Linked DNA regions of Mus musculus: regions 1 and 2 are each linked to region 3. Evidence: chromatin contacts called from public HiChIP or PLAC-seq data. All regions are on one chromosome and are shown on one strand. Each heading gives the region's core, a stretch centred on a gene start, on an enhancer-like site or on the middle of the called end of the contact. The rest is flanking DNA. Distances are from core to core; before and after follow the strand shown.

The links. HiChIP or PLAC-seq counts read pairs in DNA pulled down with a chosen protein or histone mark.
Region 1: a contact with region 3 is called in a FOXA1 HiChIP or PLAC-seq map of pancreatic cancer cells. The contact joins the enhancer-like site here to the promoter of Tbk1 in region 3. A contact is called at or near these places in 1 of 39 promoter capture datasets (liver), 1 of 484 Hi-C or Micro-C datasets (cerebellar granule neurons), 3 of 115 datasets of contacts at active chromatin or transcription factors (bone marrow-derived macrophages, extraembryonic endoderm stem cells and pancreatic cancer cells) and 3 of 9 other capture datasets (adipose tissue, liver and pancreatic islet).
Region 2: an H3K27ac HiChIP or PLAC-seq map of bone marrow-derived dendritic cells shows a contact between it and region 3, with 3 times the contacts expected there. The contact joins the promoter of BC048403 here to the promoter of Tbk1 in region 3. A contact is called at or near these places in 6 of 484 Hi-C or Micro-C datasets (CD4 T cells, CD8 T cells, Th1 cells and 2 more), 2 of 115 datasets of contacts at active chromatin or transcription factors (bone marrow-derived dendritic cells and memory CD8 T cells) and 1 of 9 other capture datasets (adipose tissue).

Annotation. Positions count from the first base shown.
Region 1 is chr10:121,453,730-121,456,874 of GRCm38.p6, forward strand. All of the region lies in intron 1 of Rassf3 (Ras association (RalGDS/AF-6) domain family member 3), which reads right to left. Among named protein-coding and RNA genes, the nearest start is that of Rassf3, 21 kb to the right of the region's middle. Within about 2 kb of position 1,587, at least 34 of the 459 cell types and tissues checked have an H3K27ac peak or open chromatin away from gene starts, as enhancers often do. A contact at or near this core is called in pancreatic cancer cells, where this site is marked.
Region 2 is chr10:121,738,035-121,741,232 of GRCm38.p6, forward strand. BC048403 (cDNA sequence BC048403) reads left to right here and starts at 1,896. Exons shown (of 3, transcript NM_173022.3): 1 at 1,896-2,176. The coding sequence starts at 1,942.
Region 3 is chr10:121,585,245-121,588,362 of GRCm38.p6, forward strand. Tbk1 (TANK-binding kinase 1) reads right to left here and starts at 1,550. Exons shown (of 21, transcript NM_019786.4): 1 at 1,451-1,550. Xpot (exportin, tRNA (nuclear export receptor for tRNAs)) reads right to left here. Exons shown (of 25, transcript NM_001081056.2): 25 at 2,136-3,118.

The DNA.
Region 1 (3,145 bases), core at 337-2,836, 130 kb before region 3:
AAGACCTACTAATTTTTGTTTTGTTAAGAAAAAAGGATCATGCAGATTATTCCTTACTCGTTCTCCTTTCCTATAGTGTTTCATCTCGCAGAAGGGTGCTCCGGCTCTGGAGGGCACCGCCAGTGTGTTTGCGCCAGGAGACAGTAAAGGACTGCTGCAGGCAGGTTCCGCACATCTGAACAGCTGTTCCCTGGCTCCACTCTTCTTGCAGTACCTGTCATGCCTTGCTCAATTAAAAAAAAAAAAAAATCCTTTGGCAAAAAAAAAAAAAAAAAAGAAAAAAGAAAAGAAAAAAAGAAGATGTTTCTCTGTGTAGCAGAGACCTGGCTGTCCTGGACTGATTTGTAGACCAGGCTGTCCTCGAACTCAAAGAAATTTGACTGCCTCTGCCTCCGAGTGCTGGAATTAAAGGTATGAGCCACCACACCTGGCTAGAGACAGCTCTTAATGACAACAAAATGTTTGGAAATCCCCAACTTCTTTGTAGCTGAGGCGACATTCATCATAGTCATTATAGCTTCCACTTTTGCCGTACGTGCATAACGTTCAGATGACAATGAATGTGACCCGAATGGAAATAGGAACCCTGGAAACTCAAAATGCAGGGGTTTCCTCCTAATGTCTCCAAGAGTTAAGCTATGAGTACAGCTTCAGAAATCTCAGTGACCTTTGCTAAAGAAGACGGGTTCTCAGCCCATATCAGATATCCTGTCTATCAGATTACTATTCACAACAGTAGCAAAAATCACAGCTATGAAGACGCAATGAAAACAACTTTATGGTTGGAGGAGGTTCACAACACGAGGAAGCTTATGAAAGGGTCGCAGAGTTAGGAAGGTTGAACTGTTGCTTTAGAGACAGTACATCTCCACTAAGTTCAGGCCTAACTTCACTATAACCTACGGCTTGTACCTACCTGGTTCCTCACATCGCCCAAGCTCCATGGCACTCAGCCCCTTTTCTCTGATCCCTGCGAATGTGACAGTCACCCCGGCTGCCCAGCCAGCCTGGCTTTTCTACCCCACCATCTCTCAGTGCATCTTCTTAGCAATGCCCTTGTCCAAGACCTTATCTACACCAAATGTCTCAGCACAGGTGAAGGGCCCTGTGTGTGTGCTGTGGCCAGTGGCCTGGGTGCCTTCACTGTACACCTCCCCGTGACCTCCCACTAGGCTGTGTGCTCAGGAGGCAAAGATACTACACTCCTCTGAGAAGCCTGCAGGGTGACGGCCCTGTGGATGAAGCAAACAGTCAAGAGGGCAGGAATGCTAAGTCAAGGAGGAAAGGATGCTGGCCACAGAATCAGCAGGGGAGCTTAGAGACCTTCATCCCACACAGACTCAGAGCAGCCCAACAATGCTGGAAATGCAGAGGACTTAGAGAATTTACTGTTTAGTAAACATTTTCACTTCACACCTGCAACAACACCTTTGGAAAAGGGAAGCAGAAAAAATGCAGGTTTTATGGCCCATTCAACCGAAAGGTCAAAGGGGCAGTTAAACTATGCAATCAGTCCATTCTCCTCCCAGCAGAGATAAGCCACCTGCAGAAGGACGAGGTGACCTCATGGTGGTAGTCCCAGAATTTGGAGGGTGTGGTCAGTGGTGTCAGGAGGACCAGGAAGTTAAAGTCATTCCTGAGCTACATAGCAGAGCTGGAGGGCAGCCCCAGACACTGGGATGGGCGTGGCACTCTTAGGAGATGTGGTCTTGTTGGAGTAGGTGTGTCCCTGTGGGTGTGGGCTTTAATACCTTAGTCCTTGCTGCCTGGAAGCCAGTCTTCTGCTAGCAGCCTGCAGATGAAGATGTAGAACTCTCAGCTCCTCCCGCACCATGCCTGCCTGGATGCTGCCATGCTCTCACCTTAATGATAATGGACTGAACCTCTGAACCTGTAAGCCAGCCAGCCCCAACTAAATGTCATCCTCATAAGAGTTGCCTTAGTCATGGTTTCTGTTCACAGCAGTAAAACCCTAAGACAGACACGTAACACTGTGTCAAAGATACCAGAGAGAGATAAGGCCTTGCATGGGAGATAGCGTAGTTACCAAGACCTGAATTTGATTCCTAGAACTCATGGGAGGGGGGATGCTGTGTGGTGGTCCTGTTTCAAGACTTCCCTCAGAAGCCATCAACTGTCAATAGTTACCCCACTGGGGGAAGAGGAGGTCTCTCCTGATCTCCTCTTCCATCCACACTAAAATATTGAGTGGCCAAGGCTTAATCTTGTAGGTTTTGTGCAGGCAACCATATGTACTATGAGTTCACCCGTACTGTGTCATGGCCCAAACACACTGGTTCTCTCTGGTTCCCCCCCAGTTTTCTAGTCAACGTAAATCTGAATAACAAAAATGTTGCTGTTATCAGCTCCTCCGTTGCTGCTATCAGCGTAAGCTACCAAGTCCCAGTAGTAAAGACAGCAGGGCACACAAGCAAGAGCAGACACACTGATATCATAGAACAGAGGACCCAGGTATAAGTCCACACACCTACAACCACCTGATTTTTGACAAAGAGACCAAAAATACAAACAGGAAAAAAGATGACATCTTTAACAAGTGGTGTTGGGGAAACAGGAGCATCTGCGTGCAGCCAAATGAAACTTGACCATTTCTCTGAACTGCACACAAACCCAACCCCAAACCAACCAGAGATCTCACTGTTAGACACTTCAGCATATAGTCCCTGGTAGACTTTCTGAATAGGATTCTGGCCACAGCAAGAAACAGGACCAACAACCAAGTTCACAAAATTGAAGAGCTTCTATGCTACAAAGCCACCCGCCGATCGCCTGAAGAGGCACCTACAGCATGGAACCATCTCTGCCAGCTAAGCATCCCATGAAGACTACTATATACAAATATACGAAGACCTCAAAAAGCAAAACACCAAGCAAACAAATAACCCAGTTAAAGCTGGCTATGGAACTAAACAGAGTCCTCAAAGAAAATACAAATGGCTAAGGAATGGTTTGGGGCTTTTTTTTTGTTTGTTTTTTTGTTTTTGTTTTGTTTTTGGGTTTTTTTGAAGTGTTCACCATCTTGAGACCCCAGGGAAATGCAAAATTAAAGCCACTTTGATATTTCACCTTACCCTAGTCATAATACTTAAAACTAAGAAAATAAAAGACAGAGGCCAGGTATAGT
Region 2 (3,198 bases), core at 646-3,145, 150 kb after region 3:
ATAGCAGCCCTTGAAATTTTGTTTGGGGGCTGTGGGGGCAGGGTTGGGAGGTGGGTCGGTCCATAAGTGACTGCTGTGCAAGGACCTAAAATCAGATCCTCCATAAAAGCTGGGCTTGAGACAAATGTTTGTAACCTGGGCTGTGGGTGGGTCAAGACTGTTGGATCCCTCGAGCTCATAGGCTAGCTAACCTAAACAATCTGTGGGCTCTAGGCTCAACGAGTGACCCGTGTTAAAGAAAAAGGGAGGGGAAAATTAAGAAAGACACCTGAAACAATAATATCCGGTCTCTACATGAAAGCACATACTGAGTATGTGCACTCAAACACACAGGCACACACTCATGTGAACACATGCCCCTACAACACACACACACACACACACACACACACACACACACACACACACACATTCCTGCTTGTTCCAGCCCCACTCACTCTGGCCCAAAGATTTATTTATTTATTATATGTAAGTACACTGTAGCTGTCTTCACACACACCAGAAGAGGGCGTCTGATCTCATTACAGATGGTTGTGAGCCACCATGTGGTTGCCGGGATTTGAACTCAGGACCTCCAGAAGAACAGTCAGTGCTCTTAACTGCTGAGCCATCTCTCCAGCCCACATAACAATATTTGAAACTTATTTTGGGTCTGGGTATCATTGACACACAGTAGGCAGAGGCCTCGGACTATTCAAGACCAACTCTCTCTACACAGACCCTTCAGCAGAAAGAAGTTTCACTTCATAAGGAGTATAGTAGTTAGCCTGCATTCTTTTGAATGGTTCAATTGGGTATAAAAATTGCATTTCATATTTCTCTTGAGACTAGTATGTACATAGCCTTTCAAACACGTGTTTTTGTGTGAGTATACCTGCGTGCTCATGTGGAAGTCAGGGGATAACGTGCAGGACTCAGCACTCCTCATGTAGGTTTCTAGCATCTGACTCAGAGCCTCAGGCAGGGCAGCGAGTGCCCCTACACAGTCATCTCAACAGGTCCATAACCTCTCGTTTTTACTGGTTAGAAAGAGATCTTGGCCCATTAAAACTTAAAACATTAGCCCTTTGTCTGGCATACCCTGTGACTATTTTTCCTAGGTTTGCATTATGTGAGAAGAAGGACTTTTAGGGACTGGGAAGAAAGCCAAAGGAAGATGAAGAGAGGAGTGTAAGAGAGAGAAGGAGAGATGGACATGGTCAAAGCATGATATATTCATGCGTGGAAATGTCCCAGTGAAACTCTCTAATTCGTACAATTTATACGTGAAATATTTCAAAGCACACTTGTGAGCTGAGATGGTTTAGTGTTCTTAAATGTCGTATGAACGTGTGAAGAAACTGCATGACAAAATGCACCGATTTCATGGGAAGTCATTCCTGACTCTGAGAACCCCCGCAAGGAAGCTTCATGGAGTTGGAGATGGATGGGCAACTCTGAAGAGAGTTGTAGCTCTGGAAGCTGACCGACTCATGCAGATCTGACTTAGCCAGGTATGTTAACTGATGGCGTGTGTCGGTTTGAAAACTAGGCGACTAGCTATGAACTCCTGTCTGGCTTCCATCTGACAACCTTGGTGGTGTAAGGGCTGATAAGGCTTCTGGCTCTGATGGACACGCAAGAGCTGACGTCAAGCCCGTGTGACGTCATCCGCGCTAAGGCGCTGGCCTCCAGGGGCCTCCGGAGGGCAGGAGACGTCCCGGGGCTGGAGGTGGCTCCGCTGCAGGTCTCTGGCTCTGGAAGCTCAGGTTCCTAGGCTTGGTAGCCACCTCCACCTTTCACCTCCGCCACGCCCTCTGCGAGCCCCGGGAGCATCCCGCCGCCAGCCGGCTCGCCCGCCCCGCCGCGGGCACGCGCACGCACGCAGCTGCGCACGCGCGTCCCCCTCAGAACCCGGAAGTGCGAGCGGAGCCACGTGGGTGGAGCTGGCGCGCAGGTCGCATGGGGGAGTCTATCCCGCTAGCCGCCCCGGTGCCGGTGGAACAGGCGGTGCTGGAGACGTTCTTCTCTCACCTGGGTATCTTCTCTTACGACAAGGCCAAGGACAATGTGGAGAAGGAACGAGAGGCCAACAAGAGCGCGGGGGGCAGCTGGCTGTCGCTGCTGGCGGCCTTGGCGCACCTGGCCGCGGCTGAGAAGGTCTATCACAGCCTCACCTACCTGGGGCAGAAACTAGGTACCTCCGCCCCGCCCCTGCCCCTGAGGAGGAAGGAAAGGGGGTGCGCTGCCTGGTCTGCTTGGCTTGGGTGCCTCGTCACTCCCAGCGGCAGGCTCCACTCTGCCCAGGTCTCCTCCCACCGGTGCCCCTTCTTCCCTAGTGTGCCGCAAGCTCCGCCCACCGGCCTGTGCCATCGCTGCCTAGGTGGACTGGGAGGATGCTCTTCCCTGGGCATGCTCCAAACCCCGTGGGTTTACGGTTTTGCACCGTGCATGGACTGGTTTCATAAATGACAAGTTAACCAAGTTCTGTGTCCCCGTTCTAACTCACTAGTTAGACCTCACTGCGGTCTGAGGAGCAAAAGCAGGCGATGGAAGCTAGGTGTGTTAATAAATGCTATTTTGTCTGGCCTCTTATACAGAGGGGCGTCCTGTCCCCTCTTCAGATCCTGGCCAGGAAGGGCAGGAATTATGCAAAACCTTAACTGGAGAAGCGTTAAGGGACAGGATAGTGAACACTGCTAGTCCTCATGTAAATTTTAACCCTCAAAATAAGATGCAGGACTACCACTACAAGAAACAGTCGGCTTCATAAAAGCCAAGGGCTGTGCATTCAAAGTATTACCTTTAATAATAATGACAAATGATAGCTGACTACCAAAAAATTGGAATAGGCAGTTGTAATACTTAGGTTTCTTCTTGACCCTTTAGTTATTACAAGTTGGAGGGCCTTTCGTGAGTGAAGGATACACATCTCTGGCATCAAAGAGAGTGAGAGTGTACGTTACATATAGAGTTGATCCCCTTCTATTGCCAGGTAGCTCGCTGAATACTGAACGTTTGGTAAACACTCTGGGCAAAGGACTTTCTGAGATGATAAGGCCTGTAGCTTTTCAAATGATTGTTACTTAGTTATTGGTAAAAAGTGGCCAGAGATTTTACTCTGTTTTTCTCTAATGGGCCCAAAGGTGCAATTGCTATTACAGGGTTACTGTCCTGTTTTCTACAGTGTAGTGAGTTGGGTATGCATTTTATGGGAGG
Region 3 (3,118 bases), core at 300-2,799:
TTCCCGGAACCCACATGGACTATCTGTGCCACGGCATGTATGAGACCGCGCGCGCGCGCGCACACACACACACACACACACACGTAAAAACCATCAAAAAGTAGTCATTCCCCTTACTTCTAAATGGACAGGATGTATATACACACACCAAGTATATATTACCAAATCCTAAGATGTACCAACTGCAGACTTGACTTTTAACACAAGAAGGCCATGCAACCGAATAGATGGCACCAACACCAGACAGATCAGACTCCTTTAAGACTGTTGTGAGGTCAGATAGCAAGTCCATTTCCAGTAAGCTAGAACTCTGATCTTCCAAGTTAGGGTCCTGGGAAATGCCCAAGAGTCCAAGGTTCGACAATCTCTTACACAGTACTTATACTTAGAATTTTATCACCTATGTAATTTAGATAAGAAATTGTACAGCCATCTGTCTATTTGAAGTAAGCAAAAAAGGAACCCTTTTCGAAAACAACAAATGCACTTACCACTTAACTACGTACGCTCCATTCAAGGGGCGATAAACCCAAATATGTAACGGGAAACCTTCCCTAATTGATGCTGCACTGCTGTTAAATAACTGTAAAGGACAGATTCATCACCAAGTGCGCATATGTCTCTAGTGGGTAGCTGAAAACATATTTATCAGCTAAGATATATAAGATAAGCTCTCTCTCTATACCAATATAAAAAGATGGGTCCGCAATAGTAATGGTCTGAAACTTTTCCAGGAACCCCCTCGGGACTAAAACATGACTCAGCACACCCAACGGATGCTTGCTATGTAAATCTCCCCAAATCCTGACAAGTGTATTATCTGGCATTCAACAAGTAAGTTATCTGTGATTCTGTAGGCAGTCTACTTCCTTTGATTGCTTAAAGCGAAAGTTACCGAGGATAAAACAGGTCTGGTGACATGGTGTAGGGACAAAAGTTCCAGGATTTCCCAACTCTCCCTCTATGTCACCCATTTACTCCGTAGATAGCAGAGGTCCCGGAATGGGAAAGGTCGGGTTTTGACAGTTCTCGGGGGAGAATCCGTCTTGGGACGCCTGACAGAAAACACCAGGGGAATGGATCCGGGAAATAAATCCAGCAGGTCGGGGAGGAACGAGAAGACAGGGGGGTTTGCATTTCGCTGTGTACATTAAAAACGTCTGGTGCCGGTATCCTCGGGTGAGTCAACCCTCGGGAACGCCAGTCCGTCTAAAAACTGCCGGCGGCGGCAGCTGGACCAAGGGTGGGAGCGGCGAGTCAACTCCGGCCAGGGCAGCCCCGGTGCCCGGGCGGCCGCCAGGGCCCATCCCGGGCGAGCGCGAGGCTGCGGGGCTCCCGGGGCCGCGGCCCCGCGCTGACTCAGCACGCCGCCTCCCCGACCCCTGGGCGCGCCCCCGCCCGGCCCCTCCGGCCCCGTCCGCCCCCACCGGCCTCCGCCCGCCCCTCTTACCCCGCGAGTGTCCGCCGCGTACAGCCCGCGGCTCCCGGGCCTTCTCGCGCCCCAGGCTACTTCCGGCTTCGCCAGCCCGGGCCACGGAGCACGTGACCGAGTGCGGGGCGCGCCTGCGCGTGCGTACTCCGCGGCGGCCGAGCTCGCTGGGCTGCAGTCTCCAGTGCGGGCGGGAGGAGCTAAGGGAGTGCGGGGCGGCCGGCGTGCGGCAAGGAGGTGACGCCCACGGCCACCCGTGGACAGCGGGCTGGCCGCCGATCGCTTTCGCAGAGTAGATGGGGCGGGTTTGTGTTTCAACGTCGCTTGGCTGCTGCGTGAAGCAAGTATCCGTTCATGCCATCAGTACTCTTTAAGTCGCTTTCAGTTTCTGTTTTTGAAAATGGTAACACTGGAGACTTGAACTTGACAACTTAAGAGGTAAACTGCTGTATGATCAGGTCCTGCTCAAGCAGGCATTCCTTACAAGGATTTGCTTCCAAGGAAGCACGATGCACCAAATTCCTCTTTCTACCTAAGGCACCCTCCAGACCGAGGGCGAGCAGATCTCCGAGGACGGGAGCCGGGAGTGGTTAAGGGCTGGCAGAGGCGTTGACTGAAACAGGGGGCTGAAGCTGAATCTCTGCCCACTTCTAATCCGTTTTCATCAAACTCAAAATGGAGATTTTAAAAGGCCCACTCCAATGACTTCTTAGAAAGTTATTTTATTAGAATTTTAGACAGTTTAGGCAACAAGACCATTCTAACCGCAAATGCACGTCTTACAATAGAATATTTCAGTTCTGTTAATGACATGACAGATTCATCCAAGTTTCTTCCAACAAAAAACCCAACGTTCAAAAGTTATGAAGTATGACTAAGCCAAAGGACTTCACATGTTTACCACAGAAGTGATACACAGTAAAATACCACATAATACTTCTAAAAAAGTCAAGCCACTTGTGAAACTATTAGCAAGCACAGAGACGGAAACTCCACTGGTTAGGCACAGGACTAACTCAGGCACCATAAAACCCTCTGTCTTCTCACCTGTAACAAATGAGATTCCCTAGAGAGAATTATTTGGGTGCTTGCTTTTAAAAATCAGGTACTCAATGACGGAAAGGCTTCTTGGTCATGACGGTACTTGGGTAATCTCAAGGAATGAAGATGAGGATCATTAGACATGATTACATTAAAATTAAGTTCCTTATGTATATGCTCTGATTTCCATGTCCTGATTTCTCAGGTCTAAACACATGAACCCTCTGTAGGGCTTTAGAGAGCCGTGTATGGACTCGATAGTACAGTAATACAAGCTAATACTGAGACCTGTGTTTTAATTCATTGGATTCTTTACAAGTTATGAGGTAGCTACCACTGTTCCCCATTTCTGACGGGGAAACCAAGGCAGGAAGAAGTTATTTAACTTGCTCAAGGTCCTAAAATCGGTTACTGGTGTTAAGTGGTGTTTGAATCTACTTAAATCTGGATCCAGAGTCCTCGTTATACAAGCTCGTAACTGCTGTGCTCTGCTACACACTAATTGTACACTTGTACAATTCTGCTGTGTCCCACAGATGCTATTACCTCTCCCACAGTGTACAGGAACATAGCAAAGCAACACCTGGTTTTGCTTGTCTTGGTTGTTGTTTTTGAAACAGGCCTTGGCCCCCTCTGAATGCAGTGATT